2 separate regions of the Zea mays genome follow, and region 2 is linked to region 1. The links are chromatin contacts, called in public Hi-C maps. All regions are on one chromosome and are shown on one strand. The core of a region is the stretch at or near the end of the contact, and the rest is flanking DNA. Distances in the headings are between cores, read along the strand shown.

Evidence for each region. A called contact is a pair of places that touch in the nucleus more often than the background predicts.
Region 2: a Hi-C map of leaf shows a contact between it and region 1, with 8 times the contacts expected there. The contact joins the promoter of LOC100281908 here to the promoter of LOC110091767 in region 1. A contact is called at or near these places in 2 of 25 Hi-C or Micro-C datasets (leaf and tassel).

Annotation. Positions count from the first base shown.
Region 1 is chr3:184,418,728-184,426,013 of Zm-B73-REFERENCE-NAM-5.0, reverse strand. LOC110091767 reads left to right here and starts at 3,896. Exons shown (of 1, transcript NM_001350276.1): 1 at 3,896-4,525. The coding sequence starts at 4,182. The coding sequence ends at 4,388. LOC100279064 reads right to left here and starts at 6,327. Exons shown (of 3, transcript NM_001350275.1): 1 at 6,008-6,327; 2 at 5,718-5,844; 3 at 4,742-5,111. The coding sequence starts at 6,283. The coding sequence ends at 4,825.
Region 2 is chr3:184,691,934-184,699,219 of Zm-B73-REFERENCE-NAM-5.0, reverse strand. LOC100281908 (Bowman-Birk type trypsin inhibitor) reads right to left here and starts at 3,251. Exons shown (of 2, transcript NM_001154827.2): 1 at 3,088-3,251; 2 at 2,589-2,990. The coding sequence starts at 3,157. The coding sequence ends at 2,734. It also overlaps a transcript of LOC100381673 not described here.

The DNA.
Region 1 (7,286 bases), core at 2,647-5,146:
ACCGTGTTATATGACACTATTTCACAATATAAGTTATCTTGTTTACATGGTAAAGTTTAAAATAAGAGAGATGAGTAACGCAAATGGAAATAGCCTAAGTTAAGGCTTGCCACAATGGCTCGGGAGGTTGTTTGATTCATGATCCAAATAATATGGTGTTTGGATTTCGACTATAGTTTAGTCTGAATTGTATCGTATATTTAGACACTAATTAGAAGAACTAAACATAAGATAATTATAAAATTAATTACATGAACATCAGCAATTTATAATACAAATTTATTGAGTCTAACCACTTCATTATTAGCATATGTTTAACGTAACATTATACGGATAAATTATAAATTAATTGGACTTAATAGTTTCGTCTCATGAATTAGTTGCAATTTATGCAATTAGTTTTATTATTAGATTATGTTTAGTTCTTCTAACTATCATGCAAATATCTATATGTCCCAAACTAAACTTTAGATCGAATAATCCAAACTACTCTAAGGTAATGGTGTCGGTGTTTTGAACCTCCGCTCCGACACGTAAATTTCTATGTGTGCGTCCTGCGCTCCGGATGGTGTGCTCGTTGGGCACAAGGTTTATACTGGTTCGGGCAGAACATCCCTACATCCAGTCTTCGGTAGCTCTCGCTACCAGCACATTTGTTACTCGATACTCGTAGTAGGGGATGCAAGCGGGCGAGAGAGGGAAGGAGAGCTCCCAAGTATCTCTTATGCATGGGTGGACCTAAACGGGACTAGAATCGTACGCTAAGCCTCAGCTACTGCCTCCAGGTCTTCAGGACTTGTGTGTCGTTGCCTTCCGTCTAGTGTCTCCGGTTCTAGGAGTCAAATGCCCTTCCTCTCGACCGACCTCCTCCCTTTATAGGCCAGGTTGGGGGTCGGCCGTCAGTGGCTTTCTCGAGAAGGAGCTACTATACCATGGTAAAACCGGGTGTTTACCCTGGTGAGGCAGTGTTGTCTGTATGCGTCTAGGTCGCCTAGTTGTCTCTGCTTGTGCTCATTACGGCGGACGGTGTGGGCGACGCGAGGCCCTAGCGCCATCATTACTACCTTTGTGCCACGTCTACCTTTGGCTTCAGTAGCCTAGGTCTCGGCGTGGCTCGTCGCGTTGCGGGCTCTGTAGATGGACTACGCGCTTAGGCCTAGCCTCGATATGCCATGAGTGAGTTGTAGGCCGAGGGGCTTCGCATGTCATGAGTGGGAGGCAGATCGACCCTCTACTGTAGCTTGGTGCCAGGCGTAATTAATGTGGACGACCACTTATGGCGGGCCAGCCTTGGGCTAGACGACGAATCCACTCGAGTGGCTTCCCTCCGGTTCGCCTGAGTCCCCTCTCTAGCTACGCCACGCTCGACCTCAGGCTCGGTGCCTCAGGGTTTATCCAGGGGCAGGCGCTTCCAGGGGCACGGTTCCCTTACTCCCTCGTTGACCGATGGTCCCCAGTAGTCCGGTCCTTATCCCATGCACTCTCTGACCGGTGGGCCCCAGGGGTACGGTCCGGCGATCTTTTCCACTACAAAAGGCTTGCCACGCTCTAGAAGCACTCGCTACAATGTCATGATCTGATGTGTTATTTTAGTTTTGCTTAATCATGTTGTTTTTGCATTGGTGTTGTTTGATAGGTTATACATGTTAGTATGAGAGTTCCTTATGATTTATGTTCATAAAATTGCTTATTTTCTCAACACCAGGTGAGATTTACGTTAAACTAGCAACTAGTTTATCGTAGAATAATAATAATTCTTGTTTTTAAGAAATTACATGTAAATATTTATGGCATATAATAAGTATATTAGAATAATCATTAGATGTGTTTTTATAAGAATATTTTACTGCACAAGTAACCCTTAAACAATTAAACTTTAAAAACCAGACTTAGTTTAGATGTATAGGGTTACACCCTTCTGGAACATAGAGTGAGGATCACTAGCTTCTAAAAGTCAAACTAAGGTCATGGTACTGCAATTTCACTTTTCTATGAACAACAATGTTGGTTGCAGGTGATGCTAGAGCCGTTTAGATCCTATTTAGCAAATTAACTTCACATGTCATAGAAAATAGCTCTTAAACATTGAAATGACTATTATATACTCCTTTTTCCTCCTTTATTTCTCTCTATCCTTCAAACGATTCATGAAGCCGACAGAGAAGCTGTATAAAACTGATTTGAGAATGAGATCCGAGAGTTGAGGCCCTGCCGCATATGCAATGCAAGGCCGTCTTCAGGAGCTTATCTCATCTCTGTCTCATTCTATATTTTAAAAATCTATTTATAAATAATATTAAACATTATCATCTTTGTATCCTCTATTTTATAGGGTCCACCAAAAGTTTGCTTTTGGGGAACTACAGTCTTCACTTGGAAGCTTGAGGGAAGCGCATCTGATGCCCCTGGTCCTTGTCAGCATTTGGCTAGTAGCACGCTGTTCAAGTGGGAACATGCACATGCGATGTCCCCGTGGCTAGTGGCCAGCCTTCGCAGGACGGAGCTCTGAACTGAAGACGACTCATGCCTACAGACGACCGATAGTAATCCACTAATCCGTGACTAATCACAAATACCAGTAGTAATTACAATCGGTGCAATAAAATTGAGACCGTCTTACGATCCTCTTCTCAGTCTTTCCTAGCTTACATAAGGAGACGTCACCCCTCCTCAGAGCACATATTCTCACAAGTCCTGCTTAACACTTTAGGAGACGTTTCATTTCTCACTCAAAGCTTTCTGCTATACTTGAGAAGTGCATCTTTCATTACTAGGGCCTTAAGCGTATGGACATGGTAAGAGCAGGTATTTATGATTTAGCTGAAGATCCTGCTCGACATAGTCAACTTTTTTGTAATTTAGCCTTTTTTAGGTTTAATTTTCACAAATATGTATGTTATTTTCAGTTTTATTTTGAAAAATAGACCCTTAGGTCGGCGTCAATAGCATTAGCACTTAGCTAACACTAGTCGACGCCGATGCTATTGACGCCTAGGTCTCGGATGCGGTCGAGGACGTGGTGGTGGCGTGGCGCCTATGTGGTAGGGGATAGACGCCAAGGTCTATGTCGCGACCTTGGCGTCATAGATCTCGACGTCAACCTTTGTATTCCTATATAATACGGCGTCAGTTTTATCTCCTCCATCTCAATTTTCTCCTCTTCACTGCGACAAACATCTTTTATTGGTGGCAAGGTAATTTCACTTGGACCAACATTCCTATATAATATGGATTTGATGGATTTAGAGTTTTTGTGTAACTTTTTTTTTTTTTGAGCGAAGCGCCGGAGAGCGTGACTGCGTGAGGACATTCATGGGAGCTGGATAGGCATGCCATCATTCAAATCAGATCTAGAACGGCAGTCCTTATGGACGTCACACGCCAGATGTGAAGTGAACCTCCGGAACGTCATACCCATACGACAAGACAAGGCACGCGTATGGGCTGGGCACCGGCCGTGTTGCATGAACAGCAATCCTGAAGCAACACCTCGCGTACCGCGGACACCGACTCGCGGACCAACAGTATCGCTGAAAGCAAAACGATGGGACAGGAGGTTCTTGTGTGTTGCTCGACTTGACTGACTGAGAGAAAGTGATATTGAGCCTGTAAAATGAAATCTCATACGAGCAATTGAATAGCTGCAGAAAAACAAAAGAACTTCAGCAAATTTCAGCTAACTGCATCCAGGAGAGACGTTTGGTGAGCATAGCTTCTGCTAGTTAACCTCCCATCGCGACATCCACAAATTCTTCTGGCTTTGTGGTTTGATTCTTCAGCAAAAGTCGCCCATGCCACCAATCAATCTCCTCCCAAACGTTAGTACAGTGAAACACGCACCCGCCGACCGCCGTGCCCTCCTTGCCGAGCCACGATAGCCCCCAACTAATCCCACCGCAAAAAGGCGCCGTTTCCGTGCTCAAAAGCTCCGGTTCGGCGTTATGATGACGCCTTCTCAATCAACCCAACCATTCCACCGATTCCCTCGTCGACAGCCGTAGTGTGCTCGGTGCCCGATGCCATGCTTTCCGTCCGTAGTCTGTACCACTACCGTAGTACCGTGCGCGTCTTAAGCATCCGTGCACCTGGCCCAGTGACTGCCTGCCTTTGCCTTCCACTGGTTCGCTTCTCCCTCTCCTGTGCTTGGCTGCTGCTTGCCCGTTGAGCACAGCAGGGAGGCGATGAGGGACTGGGCGCCGTCGATCATCGCCACGGCGCTGTTCGCGCTCCTGTGCCCGGGCGGCGTGCTGCAGATGCCCGGCCGGCACCGCCCCGTCGACCTCATGAACATGAAGACCAGCTTCCCGTCCATGCTCGTCCACGCCGTCATCTACTTCCTGCTGCTCATGCTCTTCCTCGTCATCCTGCAGCCTCACCTCTACATCTGACGTGAGCGTGTTCCCCACCCCTTCACATAAGCTTCTAGCATGTTTCAGTTTCTTCTTTCTTGGGATGCAGTTTTGGGCCCTTTTAATAGCTTTGTAACCTTATGAACCAGAGGATTATATACGTAATATGCGTTCTGTAGCTTCCGTTGGGCAATAAAGAACTGAAGTTCCCCTGCTCCCTGAAAACTTTTAGTCTGCTTCAGAGTTTCAGGCGGCTTCAGTGTGTCAGTTTATCTGGACCCAAGTTTCGTCCCAATTTTTCGTCTCCTGCAGCATGACGTGCATGGTTTAAAAAAAAACAGTAACAGAACATAGCACAGCGTGGATTTTCAGTGTCTGATTCCAATTTTTTACAGCAACAATTTGAAATTCATAGAGTGACTAGTGCAAATATGTGCATCTTTTACAACGTGTTTGGTTGTAGGGTTGAGTACGTTCAGCATACACTCGTCATACTTGTCTGGCGAAATTGGAGGAACCGACCCAACCTGCAGATTTGGTATGTTGCTGAACGTGTTTGTGACGGACGAGTTGGCTCCACTACGTTAACCAAACAGTTCCAGCAGCTTCGGTGTTTGAATCGGATTATTTCAGACCGGTCATCTTGCAAACCAAACACGCTATTAGTGTTCTGATATCTGTTCCTATCTAATCGCATATAGCACTCCCCATAACTAAGAAGGAAACCAGCTATCAGTAGCAGTACTTCATGAGCTTGCAGATCTGTAGGCAGAAAAGAGGGGAAGAAAACTTAGACCAGAAGCAGAATCATCCTTTGTTAATGGTTTAGTCATGCTGTCCAGTGACATTCTCCTGTAGTGTAGTGATACAAGCTGGGCAGTTTATCTGCCAGCCTTTCACTTCACACTAAAAAAAAAGAGTCCAGTTGCAACTAGAGAAAGTAAGGTGCTAACAGCTGAAACTGAAAGTAAGGTGCAACAATAGATCGGATTTATTGTTTGGGTTGTTTGGGTTTGCCTAGGTTAATTGCAGATTCATATTTCTGGAAATTAGAGGCCAGCCACTACTTTTGACTTGACGACAGTCACAGGGCATGATGCATCAGACAGCACATAAATTCGTCCAGCAGAGTAAAAACAATAAGGAAAAGCTAGATATATGCAGGTGATACGCATGCTGTATCATTTCGTCGGCACACTGGAAGTTCGAGCCGTATATGACTGGACTGCGTTTCGTGTCCGATGATGGATCATGAGCGACGCTTTGCGTGTGGTGATTCTCAGAACGTCGAGCATGTCGCGAGCCTTGAATGGTTGTTTTGTTTCAGGGAGAACTGCTAATGCTGTTGCTACAGCGGGCGTACCTTACCTTTGGATCTGGCCGAGGCCACGGCTAGCCATGACGAGCGACTCGAGATGGAGCTCCTCCCGTCCTCCGTCGCGTCGCACACCTTCTCCCTCTGGTCACCCCAGCACACGTTGATCGCCACGCACAGCTGTATGCGTCCAGCATGGTGCGTCCAGCATGGTGCGTGCAGCACAAACGCGGCATCAGTATTACCATCTAGACGCAGCTTGCCTTGCATCGAACAGCAACAGAACAGCACCGCCGATGATGAACAAGGCATGGTGAACCGGTGGCGCCGATAAGAAGCGCACCTCTTTCTGCCGGGCCACGGCGTTGAGCATGTAGAACACCTCGGGATCGGACGCCCATGACAGCTTAGCGATCCGGTGCGGGACCAGACGACGTTCTTCGCCTCCTCGCGGCCGTGGCCGTGGTGCCGGCTGCCGGATATGGAGGTGCACGAGCGGGTCGCCGTTGCGGACGGTCCAATTCCTCCTAATCGCGGTCTCGTCGTCCGCTAGATTTCCGTTCGCTTTCACTCCGGTTTGCTTTGGCATCGATCTCCCGTGACAAGCTTGTGGTTTCATGGGTTGCGTGCGCCCGGCCGCTGCTCGCCACTTGCCCTTGTGATGAGCGAGACGAGAGACGCGCGGCGCTGTCACCGTGTCACGACTAGTGCTGCAACTTGGGCCGTGCCGTGCCGGCCCGGCACGAGCCCGTCGTGCTTCGAGCCTCAGTTAGTCGGGCCTAGCAAGCACGAAATAAAATTGGGTCGTGCCTTACCGGGCCTAGTGAGTAAAAATAAGGCCCAGCACGGCCCTAAAACACGACGGGCTTCCGTCGGGCCGTGCTGGCCCAGGCACGGCACGTATCGGCCTCTGCATCTCGGTCGCCGTCGGGCTGCTGCGTCTTTGGCCTTCCCCTCCTTTTTCTCTACTGCTTTCGCTCGCTTTTGAGCTGTGCGCGCCTCTGCCTGTCTGGCCAGTGGCCACAGCCAACCACATGCACGCAAGGACGCCACGCCGCAGGCTTTTGCATGCCCCCGGCCCCCGCGCGTGGAAATTCAAATGCGCTGAGACAGAAAAGATCCTGTTTTAGAGACAGAAAAGTTTGGGCCGCGCGTGGAAATCGGCCTTTTGCATCCTCCCTGTAGCACGCCGCTGCTGGGACAGAGCATAATCGAGCGCAGGAGGGATAGAGCGCAGTGCCGGGCTGGCCAATAAAAATCGTGCCGGGCTGGCCCGAGCACAGCCCACGAAGGCGTGCCGGGCTACTTGGGCCGTAGGGCCACAAGCCGAAGCACGGCCCGGTCCGTCTAACGTGCCGTGCTAGCCCGTTTTTTTCTAATTCGTGCTGGGCCGGGCTACGTGCCTTATATTTCGTGTCGGGCTCGTGCTGGCCCAGTAAGCACGACCCAAACTTGCAGAACTAGTCACGACGAGTGGCGCGCGATCGAACGCCTACTGGCGGACTGGCTTGTCCAGTTGTCCTGCCGGCTGCCGCGCCGCGCACAGGCAAATCAAGGACGAAGGGTGGGTTACTGGGTTCGCGTCGCGTCCACGGCCACGTGCACTTCGATTGGGCCCGGCC
Region 2 (7,286 bases), core at 2,002-4,501, 270 kb before region 1:
TCCCTTTGCTCAGCAACAAAGGAAGGATACGGCAGGGCGACGAGGTCGTTGAGGATGTGATCGGCAAGTGCATATCGCTAAAGAGTGAGGAGGATCTGACTCCACCAACAAGGGTTGTGGGAGGATGTTGGGTCCAATATGATGGACATGAGGGATCGGATATTGTGCAACCTGGTGGCCTGAGCGTGAAGAGTAGCGACGTGGTCAGCGTCGAGTTCAGAGGTGAGGGGGCCCTTAGCAGTGGGCGGATGAGCCTCATGAACGACTGGAGGATGCCCGAGGATGAGGTGCTGCGTGGTGGCCATCCGGGCGGTCAGAGCAGCGGCGCTCATGGCATGCTCTGACTCCAGGACGAGTGTCGCGACGCGCTTGTGGTCGCGAGAAGCAGAAACAGCCGCCTGGATGGTGGCGATGGCCGTAACCAGCGCCGAGGAAGCCGGCAGGGAAGCGACGACGTCGGACCATGTATGGGCTGCAAGGGCGGGGAAGCCCGGAGGGGAACCGCGGCGTGGATAGGCAGCGATGGTCGCGTCGGGGAGGGACCGGAGGCTGGCGATGTAGGGGTCCCCTCCGAAAGGGGGCTCGCTGCAGGGGCCGAAGTCAGGGCCGATGCTCATGGGGCAGGCCGACAACAACGAGGGAGGCAGTGAGGGCGGCGCGTGCGGGCTGCGGCAGCCGTGCCTGGACTGGACAGGGAGGCGGCGCCCGCGGCCATGGCCACGTCGGCGGACGCGCTTGAGGGGGAAGGAGGAGGGGCCACCATGGGAAGATCTGGTGGGCTCCGACGGTGATCCGGTTGGCGGTGGCCTGCTGGCGGTTGCGGGGGACAGGGGAGGTAGAGGCGGGCGGGAGCAAGGGTGTTGGGGACTGGGGAGGGAGACGCCGCGGTAGGCGATGTCGACGGTTGGGGGAGGGGCGACCGACGGTGGGGGTGGCCGGCGGCTGCTGCTACTGCAGCAGCTGGAGTGGGGAGGGAGGGGAGAAGTTGAAAACTAATCTAGATCTATGGGGGTGTTTGGTTTTAGAGACTAATTTTTAGTCCCTCTAATTTATTCCACTTTAGTCACTAAATTGTCAAATATGAAAACTAAAATAGAGTTATAGTTTCCATATTTTGCAATTTATAGACTAAAGTGGAATAAAATGGAGGGACTAAAAATTAGTCCCTAGTAACCAAACACTACCTATATCACGTGAGAAACCCTAAACACTAAACGAGTACTCTAACATTCACTAGTCATTTTTGGCACTCAATGTTTCAGCTTACGGGCACCACTCTAAACATATCTTCTTCCTATCATCCCAGTCGGATGGGCAGACCGAACGTCTGAACCAGTGCCTCGAGACATTTCTAAAATGCTTTGTGCACACATGTCCAACCAAATGGTCGCAATGGTTGTCAGTCGCCGAGTACTGGTACAACACCAGCTACAAGTCAGCTTTGGGCCATACTCATTTTGCCGTGCTATATGGGTATGAACCAAAATACTTTGGCATAACTGATGATGCTGTTATTCGGGTTCCTGTTCTAGCGGTCTGGTTGCATGAACGTGTGAGCTCATGACAAAGGTGATCAAGCTACATTTGACAAGAGCTCATGACAGAATGAAGCGGCAAGGTAACAAGCGGCGTTCATAACGTTCCTTTGCTGTTGGAGAGTCAGTATACCTCAAACTTCAGCCGTATATTCAGTCATCGGTTGCTCCTCGTTCCAGCCATAAGCTCTCCTTCAAATTCTTTGGGCCATACAAGATACTTGAGCGCGTGGGTGCAGTGGCTTATCGCCTGCAATTGCCCACTTCCAGTTCGATCCACCTAGTGTTTCGTGTTTCCCAACTGAAATCGCCTTGGGTCGCGACCAAACTTTGGTTCCTAACCTGCCACATAGTGTTCATGCCATACAGGTACCTCTCCAGTTCTTGCAGCGATGGATAATCATGCGTGGCGGTGAACTCATCAACCAAGTGAAGGTCTTGTGGTCCGATATGGATGAAGAACTGGCAACTTAGGAAGATACTGAAGCTCTGCGCGCTAAATTCCCTGGCGCACCAGTTTGGGGGCAAGCTGGCTTTTAAGGTCAGGGCAATGTCAGCAGCTCCAAGGAGAAGGCATCAATGGAGGCTCAATCGGATGCGTTGAAGAAGTCGACAACTGAAGAACCGAACGCGAAGATGGCACAAGCGCGGGAACGACGTCCAAGTATCAAATATAGTGGGCTGCAATGGGCCGTGTAAGTACAAGTGGGCTATGTGTGTTTGGGCCGTGTGAACGACACACCGTGCGGGCGTGGTGTCGGATGTCCTACAGTACTTGGGCACGACGAGAACGCTGGAACGGCATCGAAGAAAATAACAGAAACCATACGCCACTCAGTTTCCCCCTCTTTCAAGTCTTCTTCTACCTTGCCTTTCTTCTGGAAGCTTCCCAGACGCTAAAGTAGCCATGCGTTATTAGCTATCACCGCGAAATAATCATGCCTCGGTCTATGGCATCTAAAGATGCACATAACCAAAGCGTATATTGCATTCTTTTACGTCTCATGACTACATATATCTCCGAGCATAACATACCCATGCTCTTTATTTCAGAAACTGTACGAGTAAAAAGGCGACGAGCAAGCAAGCATCGCCTTGATTATTTAAACCCTGTCGTCTGCATCTTGAGAAAGATGCAAATGGAGCTCCGAACGGAAATTATTTATTGGCAAGGTTATTTGCCCACTTAGATTATAAGTCACGCATCATCATCATCAGTACGACGGGTGCAGCGGCGCTTGCAGAAGTTGACGATCTTGTCCTTGCACACGAAGAGGCCGTCGGAGATGGACAGGGCGCACGCCTTGCAAGCCGGGTGGCAGCCGGTCGTCGACGTGTCCCTGCACTCGCATATCGGCGGCTGCGACCTGGTGCAAATGCCGCACTGGTCGCAGCACGGCCACCGCCTCCTGCTGGCTTCGAGTTCAAGCCCTTCCTCCTCCTCCTCCTCGTGCGCTGCGGTAACCAAAGACCAGGCCGCCGAACCGACCGACCCCCGTCGTTTCAAGTGGTTCTGGCGATGGAGAAATTAAACGAAAGGTCCAAGCCTCACCTTTGCCCAGTGGCAGAGCTACGAGGACGGCGAAGACGGCCAGTGCGACGAGCAGCACCTGGGGCCTCATGCTTCTTTCTCACGTTCTCCTCGAAGGAACCGGTTGCAACAGCTGCTTGGATTTCCCGGGTGTTTTTTTGTTTGTTTCTGCGGTGCTTGCACGCGGCTTTTCGAACGGAAATGAAGGCCTTTATATAGAAGGGGCCGAATTTTTTGCAATTTAGTTATTTCTCTGAAACAATTTTACATTTGAACCCCATAATAATTTAATGTCATTTTTGGACTCTTTACTCGGCATGCCTGATGAGCTGCCGCCGAGGTGCACGCTGGCAGCTGACGTGGCCTAGCTCGGCGCCACGATCTGTGACGCCGAGCTAAAAGATACCTCGGCACTATAGGCCATGGCGCCGAGACGTGTTACCTCAGTGCTATGAGTCATGGCGTCGAGTAAAGATCCAAAAATAACATTAAATCATTTAGGGATCTAAACGTGAAATTATTTCGAAAAAATGTCAAATTGCAAAAAAATCGGAAGAAGGGGCCTCGGTCACCACCTTATGCGCAATGCGCAGCCGTGAGTGCGAGAACTAGTTTGAAAACTCAAATACGCTTACGAGACGTTTAGATCCATTTATTTTAGGGGAATTAAAATTTACTTAATAAAGTAACTAGTTTGAAAACTCAAATACGCTTACGAGACATTTAGATCCATTTATTTTAGAGGAATTAAAATTTACTTAATAAAGTATCTTATTTACTTTGAAATTTGACATTTCACTACTTTTCAAAGTTTAGATATAGACTTATCTCAAATTTATGGAGTGTAGGATGAGAATTAATTTTATATATCATTAGAATTTATTTTTACTCTATAAACTATAGGACGTTTTTCGGCTCACTCCTTTATAGTAAAAATATAACATATAAATATTTCCGATATCTTGTTAATAATAATATACAAATATATTTTATATATAACCGAATTAGTTTAATTGATATGTATCTAAATTACTATTATTAAAATGGAATTTAATTCCAGGGATTCAAACGGGGCATTAGATCCTTACCTTTTATCAGGTAAAAATCCCTAAGAAGTAATCCCTTCGTTTGTTTTTATATGTCGCCCGTTAGTATAAAGTTAAACCGTGCAGCGTCAAATAAATAAAAACAGAGGCAAGTATTATTTAAATAAGATATTTAATTATTTATAGAAGATTTTCTCTTTCTAAGTTTATCTTCTCTTCTTTTAAACTAGCTAAGCGTGACACTGTAACCTCGGCTGCCTTTAGGACAAGAGAGCCTACGTGACCATTGACACAAAACGTACGACACGTGCGAAAAACTTCAGAGATTGGACAGAAGCTGAATGTAACTGAACGTCCACCAACCATTCCTCATCCAAGAACCTTCTTTTTATCACCACCCCAGCTTTAAGGATTACGGGCAGAGCACAATTCACGCTCACATTGCACGTGGAAATTTGACACTGCAAAAGTAGACAGAAACGCCCCCAATACATCAGAAATGGATATGCACCATGTATACACCAGGAACGGATGTGGATGAGCTTAAGGCCATGGGAAAATTAAATCTCTAGGAGCAAAGTTAATGAGCTTAGCTATTTGCCATGTTCACATAATCTTGCGATATCGTAAGAGACAAGTAATACAACGGTTTGGCTTAAAAAAAAGTACTCGAGTGTTTGGCCTTGTTTGGTTGGCTTTTCAGAGCTGATTTCTTTTTCAGAAGCAAAAAGTCTAAGAGAAGAGACCGGTTCTATTTTTTAGAACATTTTTGAAAGCACCTTAGATTTTTTACTCCGCTTTTTAAAATGGGGGAAATAGGTGGAATAAAGATCTACCTCTGTCCTAAAATATTAGTTGTTTTACTCTTGAATTTTATGTCTGTTCAAATAGATGATAATAAATCTAAACACATATATAAAATAAATATATTAACTATTGTTTGAATCAACTAAAAAGGTAAAACATATTTTATTTTGGGACGGAGAGAGCATTTCATATTTATTTCTATATTAGCATGATATCTCATAACTGGCATATCTCGTAGCATTATTTTGATAGCTTGCAGCTTGTAGCCACTACCGGAATTTGGCTCTTTGCCGAGTGCCATATTCTTTGCCGAGTGTTTTATTTCGGGCACTCGGCAAAGAGCTCTTTGCCGAGTGCCACACAAAAAACCCTCGGTAAAAGAAAACACTCGGCGAAGAAGCTCTTTGCCGAGTGTTTTATTTTTGACACTCGACAAAGAGTTTCTTTGCCGAGTGTCTTTTTTTGACACTCGGCAAAGGGCTCTTTGCCGAGTGTCACAAATACAACACTCGGCAAAGAGCTCTTTGCCGAGTGTTTTTTCTCCAACACTAGGCAAAGTCAATTTAAGAATCACATTTTAAAGTAGTAAATTAATTCAAATGAAAAAGTTTTCAACTACAAATTTGTATAACTCATCATGATGTACAATTTATATATTGAACATTTCTTCATATGACAAAATAAAAATAAATTTGTTCATAAAACCCATATCTCTCTCGTATAGTTTATGAAACTACGAGAGAGACATATAGAATTTGTGCATATTGTTAGAACCATCATCTGAGATAAACAAATTACCAAACAACCAAAATAAACTTTGTAGATCTTGAGAAGTTATAGAAGTTTATAGTTGACAACTTTTTCATTTGAAGTCATATTGTCAACGAAAACTACGTCTGAATTTAAAAAATTTAAAATTTGAATTTTGAAAACGACTTCGAAAGGAAAAACCACCAACATGAAAGTTGTAGGTATTGAAGAGTTATGAAACTTTGTAGTTGACAATGTTTTAGTTTGAAATCATCTTGTTATGCAAAACTATGTTTGAATTTTGAAATTTGAATTTTTCAAACTGTCTCGAATGGAAAAACCACCAAAATAAAAGTTGTAGGTCTTGAAATATAATGAAACTTTGTAGTTGACAATTTTTTGATTTGGAATCATCTTATCATTGAAAATTTCGTGTGAAGTTTTTAAATTTAAAATTCAAATTTTATAAACGGTCTCGGATGTAGAAACTATTAAAATAAAACTTTTAGATCTCAAAAAGTTATGCAACTTTATAGTTGGTCATATTTTCAAATAAACTTATTTAGTGCCTTAAATAATCAAATTACTCTCGATTTGTTATAGTATATGGGGAATGGAAACGTAATATAAACATAATTGGTGTAGTAGTGTAGTGGTATAGGAGGGTATGCGCGAGAGAGAGGTTGCGAGTTCGAATCTCACCATTTACAAAACATATAAGTTTGATTCAAAATAATAGTAAAAAATGATAGGGCAACGGGTAAGGTAATAGGGTAGGGTTGTAGAGTTGTTCCTAGAATTTTAAAAATGTTTTGCTGTTTTTTTTTAATTTTTTCGATTCTTAATTTGCCGAGTGTTTTTCTTTGCCGAGTGCTTTTTGACACTCGGCAAAGTCTTTGCCGAGTGTCCGAAAAAAAGCACTCGGCAAAGAACCCTTTGCCGATGAAATCTTTGCCGAGTGTTCTTTGCCGAGTGTTACACTCGGCAAAGGCTTTGCCGAGTGTAAAATAGCCTTTGCCGAGTGTCTTAGACACTCGGCAAAGAACGCGATTCCGGTAGTGAGCAGTTTCTCTCTATAGCTATAGCTTAACTAAACATGCCGTAAATCATTGTAAGGTAGCTTCAACTCCTTTTATTGGAGAATTTTGTTGTTGAGCTACAACTTCTTTTATTATTGAGCTTGGGTCATCGACATACTAGTTGACATTGTGGTCTCTTCATTAAGTCATTGTAAGGTAGCTTCAACTCATTTTATCTTGTCTTTAAGATTTCTCTAGTACCTTTATTCTTCGACTTCGTTTTGGTTTGAAGCTATTTGGTTAAAGCCTAAGTCATTCTCTCTTCCGCTCGGTGTTGTTTTCTTTGCTAGTCTAGCCATTATAACCTTGGGGTTGTGGAGTTTCTCGAGCACACACAAAATATGGGTGCTAGATGTTGGGTTAAATTACTCACTCAAACACCAAAAATGGCACAATAAACTCAAAAAACCATTTACCAATATATATCACGAGGCATTTATATAGTGTCTAGTTTGTTATTCCCTATACAAAGTCTAAAGTATATTTGAACTATTTGCTTATAATTATCCATTAACATAAGTTAATCCGGTCATTCTAT